Linked DNA regions of Ovis aries: region 2 is linked to region 1. The links are chromatin contacts, called in public Hi-C maps. All regions are on one chromosome and are shown on one strand. The core of a region is the stretch at or near the end of the contact, and the rest is flanking DNA. Distances in the headings are between cores, read along the strand shown.

Region 1 (4,533 bases), core at 234-2,733:
GGGGCCCAGCCAATAATGGCCGCAGCATGTGAATGGGTAGTTGGGATAACACCTGAAACAGTGGTTCTCAAGCGGAGCTGGTGAACTTATATGTGCCTGGGCTCCATCTCAGACTAGTTAAACCAGAATGTCTGGGGGAGGCAGTAAGTGGAATGTTGTTGTAATTTCTAAAAATTCCACAGGGAGATCAATCCCCATGACAGGACTTGCTCTCCGTGGTATTAATTGTGGACTGCTTTCCTTAAAGCAGAGGCCCCCAGTCCCCAGGATCTAATGGCTGATGATCTGAAGTGGAACTGATATGACAATAATAGAAATAAAGTGCACAGTAAATGTCATCTGCTTGAATCATCCCCAGACCATCTGCCCCCGCCCCCCCCCCCACCCCTGACCCTGGTCCTTGGAAAAATTGTCTTCCATAAACACTGGTCTCTGGTGCCAAAAAAGTTTGGGGATTGTTGCTTTAAAGGACTTAGATGTTGACTTTTAAAATAATTTCCCTCTCCAATATTACCCTAAATGAAAACATTATACCTAGGGTGAGTTTGGGAAAACTGTAAATAGTTTGATATAGGGATGGAGGAGGTGGGATGTGCAGGAAGCAGAGGGGAAACAGTAGGATGGTTGGCAGTGGTTGAATTATAAACGGCCTGAATGCCAGGCCAAGGAGGTTTTGGTTTGCCTTGAGGGCAGAGGGGAGGACCCTGGAGACATGTCAGGGAACGGACAGCACTCCTGTGATGCGGGTCATCTGTGATTGGTCCGTTAGATCAGCTGAAATCACTCATCCTTCAGCGCGATCCCCCTCCCTCCCCCACCCCTCCATTCTGTGTTCCTGCTCTTCGCCTATTTGCATAATTTACCTTTACTTATCATCATGGGTTTCATCATTTTCATTATCGCAGTATGAACTGGCAGGGCTGGTCTGACGCAGTGAGGAATTAACTGATGGGACCTCAGAAGACCTCCTTAGTTCCTATTATTAACCCGAGTATCTTTCAGGGAAAATTTTATTAAAAAAGAGATCATCTGGGGTTTGTTTTCAGCTGCATTTTCCAGAGGGGGCATGGCCAATGATTGCCCTTGCCCTTGACTTCCGTCTGTGTGCGCACTTGGAAAAGCAGGTGTCACTCAGCGTTCAGAGAGCAACAGTTTCTAATTAGTTGCTTGTTAAACCACGGGCCTCCAGATTGGGCTGCTAAAATTGCTAGTTTTTCCATGAGGAAACCCTGATGGTAATTTTTGTTTTTTTCCCCACCCGGAGCACAAAGCACATCCGGTTCTTTGCTGCTGCTGCATTTTTCTGAGATCCTTGACAGATTGTTGTCATTGTTACTGTTACGTGTTACTATTACTATTTATGGCACCTGGGCGGAACTGGGTGCTCTGCAAATATTATTGTCTTGTTGAATTCTCATAGGACCTTTGCAGACACTGTTTTCCCAGAAGAGGAAATTCTGGTCTCTGAGAGCTGAGTCACCGCCCCAGGTCATGCAGCCAGAACTGGTCAAGCTCAGCCCTAGGCTGGGCCCTTGGCCAGGCCCTTGGCCATGTTCTATGCTGTAACCTCTTCTCTGTATTGTTGCTATCCACTTGCCTGTGTTTCACTGACCATCTTTTATGATGTAGGAATTTGTATTTTAGTCCAATAGCATCTGGAAAATAATGAAAATAATTTTTAAATGTAGCTGAGATTAAATACCACTAATACTTCCCCCAGACTATTGTCATTCCATTTGGGTTCACTTACAGGAACAAATTCAATATTTCCCTACTACAGCAGTGAAGTTCCAAATTCTGAAACTACCCCACGGGCAAGAGTTTAGTTCTTCTATGATTATTCATGGTGTAACCAGCCTTCCTAGGCTGTATTAATCATTTCATTAATTTGGTCAGAGTTTGTTCCTCCTTCCAGGAAAATGGTAATTTCTTAGAGTCACTTTTGATTTGGAATTTCAAAAACATCATATTAACTTGATTTTTTAAATAAAAACTCTCTCACTCTTAGCTGTTTACATTTTTATAATATGAGGATAGATTTGTATTCTTTGATCAGACATGAAAAAAAGAGATGGGTGGGACTGTAGAATCACTTTTTTCATTTATTCAACCAGCATTGTTTGAACACCTTTTGTGTGCCGGATACTGTTTTAGGGGGAGGGGACAGAGCCATGAAGCAGCCCCGTGAGGTCCCCTCTCATGGAGCCCACTTTCCAAAGGAGGGGCAGACATTCAATAAACACACCTAGGGAAAGCAGGAAACAAACGCTGTGGTGCCAGTAAGCATGGTCATGGGACGGCAATGGGCACAAAGAGAAGTGGCCCTTCTCTGAGGTGCTCTCTTTGCCAGGGGCAGACAGGCATTTCAACAAATGAATACAAATTTTAGTTTCTGGACATTTGGGGATTTAACATGTACAAGTTTGACTATTTTGGGGCAATATGGATATCTGTGAGATGTAGCCATTTGTCATTTTACTGAGGTGTAAACTGTTGGAGAACACTCTTGAGAGTCCCTTCGACTGCAAGGAGATCCAACCAGTCCATCTTAAAGGAGATCAATCCTGAATACTCATTGGAGGGACTGGTGCTGAAGCTGAAACTCCAATACTGTGGCCACCTGATGGGAAGAGCTGACTCATTGGAAAAGACCCTGATACTGGGAAAGATTGAAGGCGGGAGGAGAAGGGGACGACAGAGGATGAGATGGTTGGATGGCATCACCAACTCAATGGACATGAGTTTGAGTAAACTCTAGGAGTTGGTGATGGACAGGGAGGCCTGGAGTGCTGCAGTCCACGGGGTTGCAGAGTCAGACACGACTGAGAGACTGATCTCTGAAGTTATCTTTTGGGCTTCCCTGCTGGCTCTGTGTAAGGAATCCACCTGCCAAGGCTGAAGCCAAAGGAGACACGAATATGATCCCTGAGTCGGGAGGATTCCCTGGAGGAGGAAATGGCAACCCACTCCAGTATTCTTGGCTGAGATAATTCCATGGACGGAAGAGCCTGTGTGCTGTTGCTGTGCTTAGTCTCAGTTGTCAAGTGGGCCTTAGGAAGCATCACCACAAACAAAGCTAGTGGAGGTGATGGAATTCCAGTTGAGCTATTTCAAACCCTGAAAGATGATGCTGTAAAAGTGCTGCACTCAATATGCCACCAAATTTGGAAAACTCAGCAGTGGCCACAGGACTGGAAAAGTTCAGTTTTCATTCCAATCCCAAAGAAAGGCAATGCCAAAGAATGCTCAAACTACCGCACAATTGCATTCATCTCACACGCTAGTAAAGTAATGCTCAAAATTCTCCAAGCCAGGCTTCAGTAATATGTGAACTATGAACTTCCAGATGTTCAAGCTGGTTTTAGAAAAGGCAGAGGAACCAGAGATCAAATTGCCAACATCCGCTGGATCATGGAAAAAGCAAGAGAGTTCCAGAAAAACATCTATTTCTGCTTTATTGACTATGCCAAAGCCTTTGACTGTGTGGATCACAAGAAACTGTGAACAGTTCTGAAAGAGATGGGAATACCAGAGCACCTGACCTGCCTCTTGAGAAACCTATATGCAGGTTAGGAAGCAACAGTTAGAACTGGACATGGAACAACAGACTGGTTCCAAATAGGAAAAGGAGTACGTCAAGACTGTATATTGTCACCCTGCTTATTTAACTTCTATGCAGAGTACATCATGTGAAATGCTGGGCTGACTGAAGCACAAGCTGGAATCAAGATTGCCAGGAGAAATATCAATAACCTCAGATATGCAGATGACACCACCCTTCTGGCAGAAAGCAAAGAAGAACTAAAGAGCCTTTTGATGAAAGTGAAAGAGGAGAGTGAAAAAGTTGGCTTAAAGCTCAACATTCAGAAAAACAAGATCATGGCATCCAGTCCCATCACTTCATGGCAAATAGATGGGGAAACAGTGGAAACAGTGTCAGACTCTATTTTTAGGGGCTCTAGAATCACTGCAGATGATAATTGCAGCCATGAAATTAAAAGACGCTTACTCCTTGGAAAGTTATGACCAACCTAGACAGCATATTAAAAAGCAGAGACATTACTTTGTCAACAAAGGTCCATCTAGTCAAAGCTATGGTTTTTCCAGTAGTCATGTATGGATGTGAGAGTTGGACCCTGAAGAAAGCAGAGCACTGAAGAATTGATGCTTTTGAACTGTGGTGTTGGAGAAGACTCTTGAGAGCCCTTTGGACTGCAAGGAGATCCAACCAGTCCGTTCTAACGGAGATCAGTCCTGAATATTCATTGGAAGGACTGATGTTGAAGCTGAAACTCCAATTCTGGGGCCACCTGATGGGAAGAGCTGACTCATTGCAAAAGACCTTGATACTGGGAAAGATTGAAGGCGAGAGGAGAAAAGGATGACAGAGAATGAGATGGTTGGATGGCATCACAGACTTGATAGATGTGAGTTTGAGTAAACTCCGGGAGATGGTAGGGAGGCCTGGAGTGCTGCGGTCCATGGGGCCGCAAAGAGCTGGACACGACTGACCAACTGAACTGAACTGAAGTC
Region 2 (4,504 bases), core at 738-3,237, 250 kb after region 1:
TTGTGCCAGTCTCCGAGGACGACCTACTTGCTTCTCTTGCACCCTGGTAACTGTCTTCACAGTTCTCTGAACGTGTGGTTTCTGGGCGCCTTGAGGCCTGGCAGGTTGTTCAACAGGATCACACCCCTACCCAGAGCTGGAGACCCCTGCCCCAAACATCTCTCCCTCTGTCCATCACCACTCCTAAAACACCACCACGTGATGCAGCTGATTAGGTCTAAGGAATCTCTGGGTGAAACACACTACTTTCCCTCCCCCTCCCCCAAGAGGCATGGTAGCAGAGTCTTCCCCCAGTTAACGTCGTGGGCCCTAGGCCAGTGACCTAACTGCTCTAGCCTATTTCCTCTTCTGTAGAACGGGAAAGATAGCAGCCATCCCACAGGTTGTTGGAATGAGTCAGTGGGATCATGCATGGAAAGAACTCAGCCCGTTTCCCGGCACATGGCAGAAATACTAGCTCCTGTCATCAGCACTGTCACTGTCGTTGTTTTTATCGCTCAGACTTTGCTCAGCTCCCAGGGGCCAGCCCAGCAATTAGCCAGAAGGAAAGAGAAAGCGGCAGCTCACAGAGCAATCTCTAGGACCCAGAGCTCCTGTGATGGAGAAGGGGGCTGGTCCACTTTCCTGCACCCCAAAAAAGGCTGGCTCTCTGCCCTCAAAGGCCCCTCCGTCCAGCTGGAGAGGTAGCCCAGGCCATTCCTAGGCACCCGAAGGAGGCTCCTGGCTGCTTTGGCCGCCTCCAACCCTGCCACCCTCCCCCTGTTCATTCTCCAAGAGCATCCAGAGGGACCCTTCGAAAAACAGATGAGATCCTGCCGCGGACCAGCTGCACTCCCTTCCACAGTTCCCCAGGGCTCCTGGGGTGAAGGCCTACCTGCCTGGTGAGGCCCGAAGCCCCTCAGGATCTCCCCCTGCTTGGATCCCAGGGGCTTCAGCGGTGCTCCTGCCACAGGGCCTTGGCACAGGCTATTGCTACTGCCTAGGACAGAGGCCCCTCCTGCCCAGTGGGCCCTGCACATCCTTCAGTCTCTCCTCAGCCTTCTCAGGGGCCTCCCCGATGCCCTCACATTGAACGAGATCTCCCTGCAGACCTATCATAGTTGTAGTTAAACGTCTGCTTCAGACCTCCCTCCCCTACGGAATTATGGGGGCCATCGTGGCCTGGGTCCCCAGCGCTGGACACCTCGCAGGTATTCCATATATACTTCCTGAATGAATGAACGAGTATTTATGATATAAAAGAAAAAAGAGGAAGGCAGACAGAGAATATGCTCTGAGAGGCTTTTTAGGGGGGTCCACTTGGGGTCAATATGAGTGGACTTGCTGGAGGAGGCAGCTTTTGAGGGCATAATAGAAACACTGAAAGGGAGGCAGTGGTTGGGCTTGCTGAGATCATCTGGGGCAGGGCAGCCATATAAGGGGTATTCCAGGCAGAATCCCAGTTCAGGCAACGGAGCTGAGGTAGGACAGCAGCAGGCCTGACTGGCTTCGAAGGCCCTGGAGCGATCACAGGTCTTCTGACCTCCAAGTTACACACCCTCTCCCCAATGCAGAGCATGCCCAGGTCGAGGGGGGCTCTTAGAAACCCTGAGAGTGTAGAGGAGGGGGCATGCAGTTGGGAAGCTGGGAGGGGGAAATGAGGACATCAGAGAGGCCGTCCCAGTGCCTGCCAGTGCCCAGGACTGAGCGACATCAGTGACCAGAGGCCAGACACTCATTCCTACTGTCTCAAGCAAGAATGTGATAACCCAGAGCAGCCGGGAGTGACTCACTGCCCCATGAGCCCACCCCAGAGGTCTGGACGGCCACATGCACTGCATCAGCTCTTCAAGCCCTCGGCCAGCCCTGACCTCTGGGCGAGTCCAGCTCGAGGCCACATGGCTTCGGGAAAACCAGCTCCCTCCGGGAGCCACACCCCTGCAGCAGGCTCTCTACTCTCTCCCTCTGCCTCCCTACCAGCCCCGTCACGGAGGCCCTGGCACCAGGCCAGTCTTCCTGGGGTGACTCACTGCTTCTCCCTATCAGCACGTCTCTGTCCTGTGCTCTGTGCGCTCTGTGTGAGAGAATGCTCTCAACAGAGGCTTCCTGGCAGAAGTAGCAAGAAAACCATGCGCAGAGACAAGAAATCTGTATTCAAAACCCCGCTCTGTAAGTAACAGTAACAAGAACTATTCCAATGCATTAATAAGAGTAAGCCAGATGTATTTATTAAGCTCTGTCTCAGCTTCAGGCACTATATCAAAAATTTACATGACTTACTCTAATTCTCATAGCCCAGTGTGCAGATAAGAAAATGGAGGCTCAGAGATGTTAAGCTACTTGCACAAGATTGCATAGCCAGGAAGTGGCAGAGCTGGGTTCCACCCAGGTAGTCTGCCCCAGAGCTCAAGTCCTTCCATCATTCCATTACTGCAGTATGAGGCTCTGAGCAAGCGACTTAGCCTCTCTGTGACTCAGTTTCCCTATCTGTAAAATGAGGAGATGGCCTAGCTGATCTCTAAACCCCTTTCCAGCTTAGGCATGCCATCTTTCCCCTCCCTGGTGACCCATTTGCAGGTGACAACAAGGGGGCCTTCTGGAGACAACAGCTTGCCAGAAGGAAGGATGCTCATGGTGGAACTTCAGGCGCTACTGGGATGGGGAGCTTCTGTTGAGTAAGATGGCCTCACCCCGCCCCCCTCCCAGGTACCTTGCTGGCCAGGGCTAGCCCTGGAGCATCAAGGCAGGGGAGAGGAGCTATCCTATTTCTCCCTGGACCACAAGCCACCAGGGAGCACCAGGACCCCAGGGTGCTCCCAAAGGCCAGAGCAGGAGGGAGCGGCAAGAAGCAGGGGGCAGCCCCATAAATCCACCTGAGTGAGCAGTGCGTTTAAAAGCCCTTTTCACTACAGGATACAAAATGCACCGTTTGGGGAGAGGATTTTATAGGCTATTTCTCCTTCTAGGTTGATTTACCATCTACAGGCCAGGCTCACCTGGGCGCCTGCCCCTGAGGGATCATGGGAACCCATGCAGCGGAGGCAAGGTCAATTTCAAGGCAAGACTGTGGTGGTCCGGGTGGCTTGTCCTGACCTCCTCCCAAGTGGTTGGCCACTGGGCTTCGGAGATGTAGTGGGCTGTCAGGAGCTGGGGGTGTTAGCTCACCCACTCCCCTCACCCCACACTCACTCACCGGATGCATTCACGCCTCTCATCGCTCACACATCTTCATCCCACCAGCCCCTCCAGTGCCCGCCACAGGTGAGGCCCTGCCTCTGTGCCTAGGGCTCAGAGAAATCAGAAATAGCCACCACCCTTAAGAAAGTCACCACTCTCTCTGGTGGATGGTTAAGCCACAGCCTCTGTGTTCTAGAGCCTGGGGTGGGGATGCCTGCAGGAACCACGGTGGGGGTGGGTATGGGGGAGGGAAGGAGCTTTCAAGGAAGGGAAATGGGGAGGAACCATGGGCAGAAGGGCCAGCCTGCACAGAGGCAAGGACCCCGGGACAGGCCTGGGGGCCTCAATGCTGGCGGGGGAGCCAGATCACCCCTCCTGGCAGCCATTGATGGCGCTGGAGGGGGACAGGAACAATCACGGCTCGTTTTAGATGTTCCCTAAGCAATTCCACGAGAAAAGTTACTCATCCCCCGGCAGGGCCTTGTGTTGGAAACAGATGCCATTGCCGCCACTTCCAAAGAGGGCCTCCTGGCTTGGGAACAATTCCCACCCGAGGACTCAGATATAATTATGTCTGCAATCCAACCCAAATGCCACTTGGTGTGACAGAGGCAATCACTTCATTTCTATATGGGGTTGGGAGGAGGCATCTGAGCTCTGGCTCCCCACTCCCAGGTTCCTGGGTTCCCTAAAAAAGGGGAAGGCCTTCAGGGGCCATATGTCAGGGTGGGAAGAGGGGAGCCAGGGTATCTGCCCTGCTCATGCCCCTTCTGACATGGAGGGGTGGCAGGGGTGGCCAGAGCAGCTGCAGACAGGGGCAGAACATGATGAGATCAAATGCCAGCTCCGTCCCTGATCTGCTGTGTGACCTGGGTCAGCGCACCTCCCCTCTCTGGGCCTCAGTGTTCTCATCTATTAGATGGAGAGACTAGCAACACTGGCCAGCAGAGACTGGGTTGTGCATTGTGGGCCAGGCTCTGCAAGACCTCCATTGTCCAGGCTCACGAGCTGAGCAAGCTTCAGCAAGTCCTTCACTCTCCGTCTGGCTTGGTTTTGTCACTTTAAAAAAAAAATGGGATTTGTGTTATATGCCTCATGGTATCTATCATCAGATGATACCCAGTGAGGGCTAAGCAGAAGGCCTGACCCAGAGGACTGCGCAAAACAGCCTTTACGACCACGCCCCACTCCTTATGCAGACAGTAAGGAGCTGGGACTCACATCCAGGTGGACCGGACTTTGTCAGAGGACACCCAAAATGGAGTGTCTACTAGTCCAGCCCGGTGACCACAGTGCAGACACACTGCCCACCCACCTGCACATGGGCCCCTGCTCTTGCTGGGAGGCT

Evidence for each region. A called contact is a pair of places that touch in the nucleus more often than the background predicts.
Region 2: a Hi-C map of tail adipose tissue shows a contact between it and region 1, with 5 times the contacts expected there. The contact joins two enhancer-like sites. A contact is called at or near these places in 5 of 16 Hi-C or Micro-C datasets (hypothalamus, muscle, omental adipose tissue and 1 more).

Annotation. Positions count from the first base shown.
Region 1 is chr3:13,938,153-13,942,685 of ARS-UI_Ramb_v3.0, forward strand. The region is part of intron 6 of TTLL11 (tubulin tyrosine ligase like 11); the gene reads left to right. Among named protein-coding and RNA genes, the nearest start is that of TTLL11, 150 kb to the left of the region's middle. Within about 2 kb of position 1,484, at least 19 of the 54 cell types and tissues checked have an H3K27ac peak or open chromatin away from gene starts, as enhancers often do. A contact at or near this core is called in tail adipose tissue, where this site is marked.
Region 2 is chr3:14,183,209-14,187,712 of ARS-UI_Ramb_v3.0, forward strand. The region is part of intron 2 of DAB2IP (DAB2 interacting protein); the gene reads right to left. Among named protein-coding and RNA genes, the nearest start is that of DAB2IP, 110 kb to the right of the region's middle. Within about 2 kb of position 1,988, at least 29 of the 54 cell types and tissues checked have an H3K27ac peak or open chromatin away from gene starts, as enhancers often do. A contact at or near this core is called in tail adipose tissue, where this site is marked.